Linked DNA regions of Mus musculus: regions 2, 3 and 4 are each linked to region 1. Evidence: chromatin contacts called from public Hi-C, HiCAR-type and promoter capture Hi-C data. All regions are on one chromosome and are shown on one strand. Each heading gives the region's core, a stretch centred on a gene start, on an enhancer-like site or on the middle of the called end of the contact. The rest is flanking DNA. Distances are from core to core; before and after follow the strand shown.

Evidence for each region. Promoter capture Hi-C pulls out the DNA fragments that hold promoters and counts their contacts. A called contact is a pair of places that touch in the nucleus more often than the background predicts. HiCAR-type assays count read pairs that join an accessible place to other places.
Region 2: a promoter capture Hi-C map of embryonic stem cells shows a contact between it and region 1, with 12 read pairs. The contact joins the promoter of Tbc1d1 here to the promoter of 0610040J01Rik in region 1. A contact is called at or near these places in 11 of 39 promoter capture datasets (the C10 cell line, embryonic stem cells, hippocampal neurons and 4 more), 2 of 484 Hi-C or Micro-C datasets (both in embryonic stem cells), 5 of 115 datasets of contacts at active chromatin or transcription factors (embryonic stem cells, microglia, pancreatic cancer cells and 1 more) and 1 of 9 other capture datasets (liver).
Region 3: a contact with region 1 is called in a Hi-C map of myocytes, with 5 times the contacts expected there. The contact joins the enhancer-like site here to the promoter of 0610040J01Rik in region 1. A contact is called at or near these places in 1 of 39 promoter capture datasets (the C10 cell line), 1 of 484 Hi-C or Micro-C datasets (myocytes) and 1 of 9 other capture datasets (embryonic stem cells).
Region 4: a HiCAR-type map of kidney shows a contact between it and region 1, with 2.1 times the contacts expected there. The contact joins the enhancer-like site here to the promoter of 0610040J01Rik in region 1. A contact is called at or near these places in 4 of 39 promoter capture datasets (the C10 cell line, cranial neural crest and hippocampal neurons), 8 of 484 Hi-C or Micro-C datasets (B cells, cardiomyocytes, embryonic stem cells and 4 more), 1 of 115 datasets of contacts at active chromatin or transcription factors (kidney) and 1 of 9 other capture datasets (embryonic stem cells).

Annotation. Positions count from the first base shown.
Region 1 is chr5:63,811,193-63,813,963 of GRCm38.p6, reverse strand. 0610040J01Rik (RIKEN cDNA 0610040J01 gene) reads right to left here and starts at 1,469. Exons shown (of 4, transcript NM_029554.4): 1 at 1,369-1,469.
Region 2 is chr5:64,158,835-64,161,534 of GRCm38.p6, reverse strand. Tbc1d1 (TBC1 domain family, member 1) reads right to left here and starts at 1,275. Exons shown (of 22, transcript NM_001310611.1): 1 at 1,030-1,275.
Region 3 is chr5:64,195,816-64,198,515 of GRCm38.p6, reverse strand. All of the region lies in intron 2 of Tbc1d1 (TBC1 domain family, member 1), which reads right to left. Among named protein-coding and RNA genes, the nearest start is that of Tbc1d1, 37 kb to the right of the region's middle. Within about 2 kb of position 1,410, at least 74 of the 459 cell types and tissues checked have an H3K27ac peak or open chromatin away from gene starts, as enhancers often do. A contact at or near this core is called in myocytes, where this site is marked.
Region 4 is chr5:64,250,257-64,252,956 of GRCm38.p6, reverse strand. All of the region lies in intron 2 of Tbc1d1 (TBC1 domain family, member 1), which reads right to left. Among named protein-coding and RNA genes, the nearest start is that of Gm46913, 4.3 kb to the right of the region's middle. Within about 2 kb of position 1,261, at least 20 of the 459 cell types and tissues checked have an H3K27ac peak or open chromatin away from gene starts, as enhancers often do. A contact at or near this core is called in kidney and liver, where this site is marked.

The DNA.
Region 1 (2,771 bases), core at 220-2,719:
ATCTCCCACTGAGCCTTGGAGCTGGCTGTTTACTGATTCTTCATACTTCCCAGAAACACTAACAACCCAGAACTCTCCTAAAGGACCGAGGCTCCATATTGTTGTTGTGGAGACCTGTCCTAGGACAAGGATTTTTACCAAAGAGGCTAGCAAGGTGTTTCAGAGGCACTGGTGCTTAGATGAGGAGAGCTACCATCTCCTCTTTACAGTAGTAACTGGAAACATATATGGGAGATACTATTATTTCTTCCTAAAAATAGTATCAACTAGACAAGTATAAGGGAAATACTATTGTATCCTCCTTAAGATAGTATTAACTGGAAAATTATGTGGGAGGAAACAACTTCAACAAATACAGAACCAACTGCCTTTAAAAAATAACCACTACTCCCACTTCTTTTCCATTCACGGTTCCAAGACTTTCTTTTCTCCAGCGATATTCTTCACCATAGCTGAGTTACAGCCACCCAAGGCAATCAGCCACAGGCCACAACCAACAAACACTCTCGCAGAAACCAGCACAGAAGTGACTCCTGGAACACCCACTTCCTCTACATTCATCGCGCAAATGTCTATACCAGGATGGAAAAGTAGACATTCAGAGTCGATGGAGATGGAATTATTTTGTTTTGCATTTAAGGTTAATTATGGTTCTGGGAGTGGGTAAAAGTCCCCCTGATATCTGCCTGGTATTACTGGAAAATTCTGCATTGGTGATATATATATATATATATAATCTCACCTCATCAGGGCTGTCCAGGCTACAAAGACCCAGGCGATTGACCTGGTAGATATTTGTCTATTAAATATTTACAGCCTGCGACCATTTAGCTCTCTCTCTTTGGCGCCCACTTTCCTAGTCCCAGGCTCTTGCGGAACACCACAGCGTCGTTGTCCCTTCATGCACCCTCACCATCGCCATAGACCCAACCCCAGAACCCAAGGACATTTCAAAGAAGGGCGGGGGCGATCAAATTCCTTTCCCGTTTTAATCAATAAAACCCCCCTAGAAGCGTAAATATGGTGACCCCGGGACACAGGGAGATGGGAAGATCTCTTACAATTTGTCCAGGTTTAAGTTCCCAGGAACAGCAGAGAGCTCAGGAATTGGGAGTTTAAAAATAAACCATTTTACCCAACCAGCACCAGCGCCTTTAGTTTGGAAACCTGTTTCTTGTCGCCACTCTTAGCATGCCTAGGTTGAATTCCGTGACTTCTCCTGAAGTCATCAAATCATCCATTGCCTTGCCTCATAGTTCCTCCTCGCGTCCCCTTGAGAGAAGGGGAGCCCAGAAGCAAAGTCGGGACTCCCGCCCAGGACCAGCCCTCTTCCCGGAGGAGCCCGGCGCAGTCCCGGACCGTACTTACCTGCGGCGGGGCGGCGGCTCCAGAGTCGCGGCGCCCATGGCTTCGTGGGCCTCGGGCGTCCGCGCTGGGACACGCGAGTGGGTCAGCGACGCCCGGAGCCTGTCGCGCTGCAGCCTCAGCCCGGGCTGCGGTCATTGGGCCGCCGCGTCACGTGGACGGGGAGCGGGCGAGCCTCCCAGGCAAGGGTAACCCTTTACCTGCGCCTTGGCCCGCGTGCGCAGGCGACAGGGACAAGGGGACGTCCGGTGATCTATGTTTGAGTGAGTGGTCAGCGAGCCAGCCCGCATTAGTTGCTAGATCGAGCGCACATTGCTTGTCGCCCGCCCGATGGCTAGACAATCTGCTCAGACGCTGCAGTGACGGTCGTTCCTAGGGGCTACAAACTTGCCTGTGCCCCAAAGGCTATTAGTGGGACACGTGAAAGAACCCCGGTTTCAGACCCCTTCCCTTGGAGTGTCAGGATATGGGACACTTCACCCAACACACTTTACCTACGAAGGGTAGAGAACCGGTGCTTTAATCTTGAAATTCGGTTTAAGATTTCGGTCTTCGGTCCACCTGGCCCAGAAGCTGTGGAGAGCTGGCATTTCCAGAAGCCAGGAAAATGTGTTGAGCAATTGCGCCATCTAGCTTCCTCTCTTTCCTCTCCATGCTCAAGGCTCGCAGTGAGAGGATTAAAAGGCAATGCGGGGAGAAGCAACTGAGAGAACTTCCCAAAGACCTAATTTTCTCCAGCGAGTTTTGAGTTGGACATCCCCGCTGTCTTCACAGGCATTTGCCACGCTCTATGGGAGAACACTCAGTGGTTTTTTTGTCCTTTTTAGTGCTAAAATACCTTTGTGCTTTCAAATGTCGATTTACGAGGGAAATCATACGTTGTTGAATGTCATTTATTGATTTGAAGAAAAAAATTTCTTGTTAGAATAAATGATGCTCAGGTTCAATTTCCAGCCTTGTCAGAAATTCCATGGGATACTGGTCCATTTATATATGAATTAGGTTTTTCGGATCAAAAAGAGACTTTGGAATTTGTTTTGGGTTTTTAGAGTCAGTGGGGAGAAACTTTGAGGTTCAACTCAGTAGTAGTAAAGAGAGGAAGGTAAGAAACTTGATAATGCCTTTAGTTTTCTTTTAACTCTTGGGTATTTAAAGTTCTTTTAAAGTAATTGTTTTGTTGAGAACTACATACACAATTGCATCTGATTGTTGTTTACAATATCACCAAAGCTTTCCAATGCTGCCTGCCATGTTTAAAGATATTTTGGGGTGGGGGGAGGTATATATGGGAATTCTCAGATCAACGGTGTGTGTGTGTGTGTGTGTGTGTGTGTGTGTGTGTGTGTGTGTGTGTATGTGTGTGTGTGAAGGTATCTGGAGAGGTTCTCCAAGGTCGTGTTCACTCA
Region 2 (2,700 bases), core at 26-2,525, 350 kb before region 1:
CTTCTCCCATCCCACCCCTCCCACCTTGAGCAGGCTCCACAAACAATAAAGCCTAAGTGTGGCCATTCTCCAACTCATGGGAATCCCACTTCACATCGAGGGGGTCTTAAAAGGGATCTTTGCCCATGGAGGTGCAACGCAAAAAGTTTAGAAGTTTAGACTTGTAGAGACAGCTGAGCTTCCTGGGTGTGACCCATTTAAATTAGGTCATTCAAAAATTCCCTTCTAACACCTGGCTCTAAATAGAAGAACGGCTTGCAGCCACTAAGAGGACGAAGGAGGGTTGTACGTAGGAGGTGAATGCCTGCCATCATCAGTACCAGGGCGCTGAAGATGTTTGCTGAGAGAAACACTCATCACTTTCAATTTCTTTTCCTTTTTAAGCAACTTCCGGAGAACAAGGCATTTAAAATAAAATCACAACCAGGAACGCCACACCTAGGTGGGGTTCAAACAGAACGACACATCTTTTAGAAAAGAAGAGAACAGCAACCTGTGAAGTTAGAGTGAGCCTCTTACTCACGTAGCAACCCGGAAGCTGCTAGGAAACAATCAAGCCGGGTTTCAAAATGACCAGCACAGGATGTGCCCATAGAAAGAAATGTTGCGTGCACCGAGAAGCTGCCAAAGTTACCGCTGCAAAGTACCCTGAACTTTCAAAAGGCGGCCTGGGGTCACTCTGACCGGCCTCGTCCGAGCTGGATGCCTTACAAACACTTGTGCCCCGGTGATATTTGGCGGGAGGGAGTGGGGCGGGATATGCAAGGAGGAGGAGCAGGGGACCTGAGCACCTTCGTCGCAGCGCAGAAAGCATCAAGGTTTCTCCCCCCCCCCCCCACCCCCAAGCAGAGGACAACAAGGTAGCTCTGAAATCCCGCCTCTTCCCCCTCCCCCACCAGAGCACCCCAAGAGACCCGGCAGCAACGCCCTTGGGTGGCGGGACCGCGCCTTCTCTGCAGCAAGGGAGCTCAGGGGCATGCTGGAAGTGGAGGGTTGCCCCGCACCCTAAGGACCCAAGGTGGAACCTACCAGTGAGGTGGCACGCTCAGAACTCCGGGCTGAGCTAGGGCGCGCAGGTGCTCCCGGGCACCCAGAAGATGGCCTGGGCGGGCGGGGCGTCCATGGTCCTCAGCTGGCTGTGCTCTTGCCGCCCCACGCTGCTGGGGTGGGGGTCCACTCCACAGTCTCTGCTTCTCTTGCGGGTTGAAGAGACGGTCGGTCCGAGGTGGCTTGCAGCAACAGGCACCGCGGTGTGGCCGGCGGCGGCGACAGCAGCTGAGGAGGAGGAGGAGGTGTCTGCGCGCGGCTCGCTCGCGTTTCCTCCTCCCGGGCTGGGCGAGCGCTGGGGAAAGCAGAGGCGGGGGAGGGGGACAGCAGCCGGAATCTCCCTAGTGAGTCCCCCGGGAGCCAAGAACAGGAGTAGATGCCCTCCCTTCCCCTCCGCACCAAGCGACTCTGGCTAGGCGACTCGGCCCAGACTGGCGAGTCACAGGCGAGCAACAGCTGCTGCAGTGCGGGTCCTCCGCGGCCTCCCTCCCCTCGCTCCCCAGCGGTCCATCCTCAGCCCGCCCAGGGGCCACCAGGCGCCACCCCACGAGAGCTCGGGGAAGGTGCAAGCATCGCCACCCCATCCAGCCTCAGCGCGAAGTCCTGGCCCGGAATATTCCCTGCGTGCTCACAAGTGATTATGGCCCTCCCGGCGGGATGTGTGGTCACACACCGGGCTCTTGACCGCTTATTTATAGCAGGTAGCCCTGCCCGAGGCTGTTTTGGCGTGCGAGGTTCTCAGCAGGTGGCAGCGGAGCCCGCGCTCCCTGAGGGATCCTGCTTCTCTGCACGCACCCTCCGAAACGGACCCGGAGATCACTGCGCAGCGTACCCGCAGGCCACCCAGCCACCAGCCCTTCCCCCGCCTCATCCTTCTTGCATTGGGGTCGAATGGCAGGATGGGGGCTGGTGGGGGGAACCAGGAACCGAAGCAGGATGGGACGCTGGCACTCCAGGCAGCAAAATCGGGGACTCAGAGAAACACCCGGGATGAAGTGCCCTCCGCGGATTAGCCTCTACTAAACCCATCTCTGGCCAGGTGCGGGGAGTGACGCAGAGCCCGGACCGCGCGCTTTTTCCCTCTCTGCGTGCGGAGCACACACACGCACGCACTGCGCGTCTGTGTGCACGCCAGAGAGCCACAGAAACCTCTCAAAGCACCATTCCCGCAAGTTAAAGAGGCAGACTCACTCCAAAGAGCAGAAGGGATCCAAGAAAAGTGAGCGGTGCACGTGGCTTGGATTGTATCTAGAGCCCTCCGTAGCTGCCATGTGGGGTTAGTTCATTCTTTATTACACCATAGTTTGTCTTCCTAGTTTCAGATCGAGAGAGAGAGAGAGAGAGAGAGAGAGAGAGAGAGAGAGAGAGAGAGAGAGAGAGAGAGAGAGAATGAATGAGAATAGATATAGCCAGGAATAGTCTAAGGAAAAGAGTGTTGATTGGTTCGTGGAAAATGCTCCGCAGGAAAAGATCAGGTTATCCAGCTAAACTCTATCGTCTTCAGCATCATACTATCACTGTTTCATGCTTTTATCTTCAACCCCATTGTTAAGTTGTCCTTCCCGCTCTGTGGCCTACAGACCATGGCTACTTCCAGAAGGTCACCACGTCAAGACAAGCGACATGCCAGCCATTGAAGGAGCATCCCAGCCA
Region 3 (2,700 bases), core at 161-2,660, 380 kb before region 1:
GGACAGTTCTAAGTGTGTGGGTCATTCAGGGAGCAAGATGGAAATCCCTCTCTTGAAGATTACAGTCTACTGAAGCCTATGATTTTCCTTGCAAATTTATGCAAGAGAGGCTTTCTGGGAAAGTGGCATGCAAGCTTAGAAATGGCAAGTTAAGTTAAAGGTAGCCAAACAGGGAGGGTACTGAGCGGTCTAGGTCACAGGAACAAAGGGAATCTGGGATGCTCTAGAACTAAGAGAGGCCATGGAATGTTATAGACTAGAGAAAGAGGATGACGTGGGCCTAGGATAAGGGGATATGAGATGTAAGCAACTGGGAGAGGTAGGGCAACTGGCAAAATGAGACTCAGAAGGCCGAGAAAATCTTACTAAGTCTCCATGGCTTGTTCTCTGAAGGGCAGAGCTATGCTAGACCATAAGTGGAGAGGGCAGCAGAAGGGCACATCACCAGATCTGCGGCAATGATGGTCATGCCTGGAGCTGGCTGCCTTAGACCTGGGGAAGACAAGGGTGGAAATGTGGAGACTGTTAAGGAACTTGCCCAAAAAGTCTAGATAAGAAATACAGTGTTGGGAGCTGGAGAGAGGGATCCGGGGGTTAAGAGCATTGACTGCTCTTCCAGGAGACCAGGGTTCAATTTCTAGCACCCATGTGGCAGTTTACAACTGTCTGTAACTCTAGTTCCAGGGGACCTAACACCTCCACATAGACATATGTGCAGATAAAACACTAATGTTCAAAAAATAAAAAATTAAACTAAATTAAAAAAAAAAAGAAATACAGTGTGGGGTTAGAGTGAAGTAAGGGAACTTTCCCAGTCTTTTCTTCTGCACTATAGCAGAGGTCACAACAGAACATAAGAGAGAGGCAGCTTGGGGCCTCAGAACAAAGACTCTTGGCTATCGTCAACTCAGAGCACACAGGCCCCGGAGCAGCAACTAGAGGATCCTTGTGCTAACCACTGAGCTTCGGGGTTCATTTATTTCTGCGGCACAGTTGAGTCTATATGAGGATGAGAGGGAGAAATGTCCATGTGACAGGACCCTGGGGAAGTAGCACAGGTGACCCCCTCTTACCCTGAACTCCTCCCCACAGAAACTGCAAGTTACCCTGGGTCAGACTGCCCTCTGCTCGCCAGGTTCTGTCCTACAGAAAGGAAACCCGTCTTCTGCGCCCTCGTCTCCCTTTTCTTGATACAGACTTCCTGACCAGTTAGCAAGCAAAGAAAACATTCCTCTTCCCCCGTCCCTCTCTGCCCCGCCCTGCTGTGGCCTTTGGCTTTCTCTCTCTCTCTCTCTCTCTCTCTCTCTAGTTTCCACTCTGGTTCTTGGACACAGCTCTGGCTAGCCTTGTTCTCAGTCCTGACCTATCCCTGTGACAGGCAGCCTGGACTAGCCTCTGAACATCCTACACTAGTGTCGTCCAAACCCATCCTGACTCATCCTGTATGTCTGACCTTGCTCCTGGACAGACAGCTGCCTAGCCAGCTGACATTTCTAGATTCCAGCAGTCTGGATTCTCATCTAACCACAGGCCAGCCCTGCAGCCCCAGTACACAGAACCACAACGCATGGTGTACCCACAGCCGACATTGCCTGTCCAGTGGTTCTATCCATTGGATCCAGAGGTCAAAACCAACTGGTCTTCTGAGTGTCTTCATTTACACAGAACACATGCAGTACAGGGGGCCTTGCTGGCTTTCAGTATGCTCTGTGTGCCCCACTTGCCAGGCTTCTGAGACATTTTTGGCCCTGCGTCAAAGATCAGGACTGGTCATGTGTGGTCTGTTGAAACATAGTTTTTCAAGACTAATAAGCCTACACAGAAACTCAAAGTCAAATAATAAATTGTGTCTAAAGAGCTGGAGAGATGGCTCAACAGTTAAGAGTACATACTCTTCCTCCAGAGGTCAAGGGTTCAGTACCAAGTACCCATGTTAGGTTGGGTGACTCACAACTGCCAGTAACTCTAGCTGGGCAGGGTGGGGTAGGGTAGGGATCTGATGCCCTTTTCTGGCCTCTGAAAGTACACACATACATAAATAATAAATAACTAAACAGGTTAAAAGAAAATCCCTCAAAAGACTATGACATGTCTCTTGGCTTAGACCCAGTTCTCAGAGACTTGGCAGACCTCACAGACAAGCCACCCCAGTGAAGCATGGTAAGGCAGCCTCCCATGGTGTAATCCACACAGATGCCAAGATCATGCCAATCTTGTCTTCAGAGTGCTCACCATTCACCATGCTGGGCATGGTCACAGCTTGCTGGATGTAGGGCAGATGCCAAATACTCAGCACAGATCTTCTCTTTTGTCCTTATAGTCTATCTAATGGAATCTGTGGTGCCCTCAGTTTACTGATGGTTAAACTTACATTTTAAATGTCTTTCTAGCTGCCAAGGAACACAGCCACAGCAAGAAAGATCTGTGGGTTTTTTAGGCATCGTGGCAAGGTCTGGAATCCCAGAAGGTAGGAGGGGGAACAGGAAGATATGGAGTTCAAAGTTACCCTTACTATACAACAAGGTCAAGGATAGCCAGAGTTACAAGAGTCCTTGTCTTACATAAACACACCACACACACACATACACCACACACACAAACACACACCACACACATACACACACACACTCCACATACACACAAGCACACACAAACACACACACACACCACACATACAAACACACACCACACACACCCATA
Region 4 (2,700 bases), core at 12-2,511, 440 kb before region 1:
GAGTTCCAGGATAGCCAGGGCTACACAGAGAAACCCTGTCTCGAAAAACCAAAAAAAAAAAAAAAAAAAAAAAAAAAAAGAAGAAGAAGAAGCAATGTGTCATTCCAGTGGGATAACAGCAGGTGCGCTCAGTGGGGCTGGTCACAGGGTTGCCGAATTTCTGCTGTACGCGCCTAAGTAAGTACTGCTGGCCTGAAGGATTTACTTGAAGTGAACAGGCACCTGAGACACTCCGATGAACTCAGAGCCCAGGGACAGAGTAACCCACACGCGAGTTGCCCTGCCACAGAGATGGTCCTCCCTGGAAAGGAATAAACTCCTCCAAAGCTAGAAGAGGAGGCTGCACAGAAGGAAGAGACAAAGACACCCCAGAAGAAACAAAAACTTACACCACTGAAGTAAATCCAGCATAAAATAAGCGCAGCTAAAAGTTAGTTAAAAAAAAAAAAAAAAAAGGGCTGGTGAGATGGCTCAGTGTGTAAGAGCACCCGACTGCTCTTCCGAAGGTCAGGAGTTCAAATCCCAGCAACCACATGGTGGCTCACAACCATCCGTAACGAGATCTGACTCCCTCTTCTGGAGTGTCTGAAGACAGCTACAGTGTATTACATATAATAAATAAATAAATCTTAAAAAAAAAAAAGAAAACAAATCATTTAAAAAAAAAAAGCCATTACTGCTCTATTTAAAACAATAATGTCTTTCCCAATTACATAACAGGGAAACCACTTTGAAACTGCAAAAAAGGGGGCAGGAAATAAAGCTTTGTCCCTCAGAGGAAATGTTTCATATTGTTAAAAAAATAGAATAGAAAATAGTCTGCTGATAATAAGAATTAGTTTAGTGATTGTTTGTTGATCATAAGGGAGAATCTACATTAAATCTACATTAAATCAAGTTTTTCCTCACCACACCCTCTATGTCTTTAATTTCAAATAAAACTCTTCTCAGTTCTCAATATATTATTTAACAGGGAAAACCAAAACCAGCCACCACTCTCCATACATAACAAACATGACCATTTGTGATGTGTACTAGTTCGGCTCACAGGATGAAACTCAACTACAGAGGCCCGAATACACCTCCTCCAGCGACTCCCTGTGACCCTACGGGGCTCCCAGCCAGGGAAATAAGATGCACATATGTTATCTCTAGCTAGATACCAGAACACAAAGCTAACTGCATACATAGCACAGAGAGTGATCCCATGTTAGGGCCATCCTGTCTGTCCCAGCTTCCCTGGGTTAATCAGTACCTCAGTGCTTAGCATTAACTAAAGGACTCAGTCCGTCTCCCAAACGAGTCTAAGCAAGCTCGCTGGCTGTCCAGAAGCATGTGGCAGGGATAATGATAATGAGTGCACCCCAACCCAGAGCCATGTGCCCTCACTTACAGCTGCCTTATCTTTCTATCCCCAACGCCTTTGTCTTTTGTCACATGTGAAAGAGAAACAGAACTCAGCGTCCCTAGTTTTGAAATGGCCAATTCTATCAGTAGCTTCTACATCCCAGGAAGATGCAGAAGATGTACAAACAGAAAACCCAGAGTCATAAAACAAACAAACAAACAAAAAAAAGTCAGGGAAGTTCTCGGCAACTGTCCACCACGCCAACACCACCCCACAAACTTATAAACGAGAGTTGAGAAACACTTTAATGGCTGTCTCCTAAGAAGTCGGAGTTATGAAAAAGAAGAGTAAAATGTACCATTTATGAGGTAAAAAACTGTGGCTACAGCTGGGCGTGATGGCGCACACCTTTAATCCCAGCACTTGGGAGGCAGAGGCAGGCGGATTTCTGAGTTCGAGGCCAGCCTGATCTACAAAGTGAGTTCCAGGACAGCCAGGGCTACACAGAGAAACCCTGTCTCGAAAAAACTAAAACCAAAAACAACAACAACAACAACCCTGTAGCTACAGGTGGCTCAGTAAAGTTAAGTGTGGGTCACGGGGAGACAATTGAGTGGTAACGTGCTCACTATACAATCATACCTGAGTTCAGACCCCCAACTCCTGTGTAAACAGCAGGTATGGCAGCATGTGCCTATGACTGGGTCTGACTGGCTGTCCTGCCTAGCCAAAATAAGAAGGTCCAGGTTTGAAGTGAAGAGACCTTGTCTCAAAAAATAAGGAGGAGAGTTAATAGAGAAAAACACATGATACCAACATATATTCACACAGAGCACACAAAGTTAATAAATTAGTCTGTACAGTTTCTAAAACAATCTGACAAGCTGGGACATTGGTTGGCAGCACTGGTGCTGCTAGAACTCTTCAGCTTGCTGAATATAACCTGGACAAAACATGGCTCCTCAGTCTAACCCCTCCCACTGAATACACCAACTCTTAACTCAAAGTTGGCGGTGCACCAGAATGGTCAGTGCTCCTAACCCTTATGTCTGTTGCCAGAGTCTAAAGGGGGCTGTCTGTTGGGAGGCAGGGCCCTAACATCTGCATCTTTAGAAGAGACCCATCCCTTGTGCCATTTCCTAATGTCAGCTGGGTCCAGGTCTTTATCAGTTGTCCCTCATCAGACCCTAAGGTGAGGCTTTTCCATCATAGGAATGTCTCCTCTGTGCAAGGCTAAGCCAATCAATTTATTTGAGACTTCAGCCAAGGATGAATGGGGCAAAAAGCAGCCACACCGCAAGGTGGGCCCCCAACCACACTGTGTGGTGAGTTCCAACCACATTTCACAGACA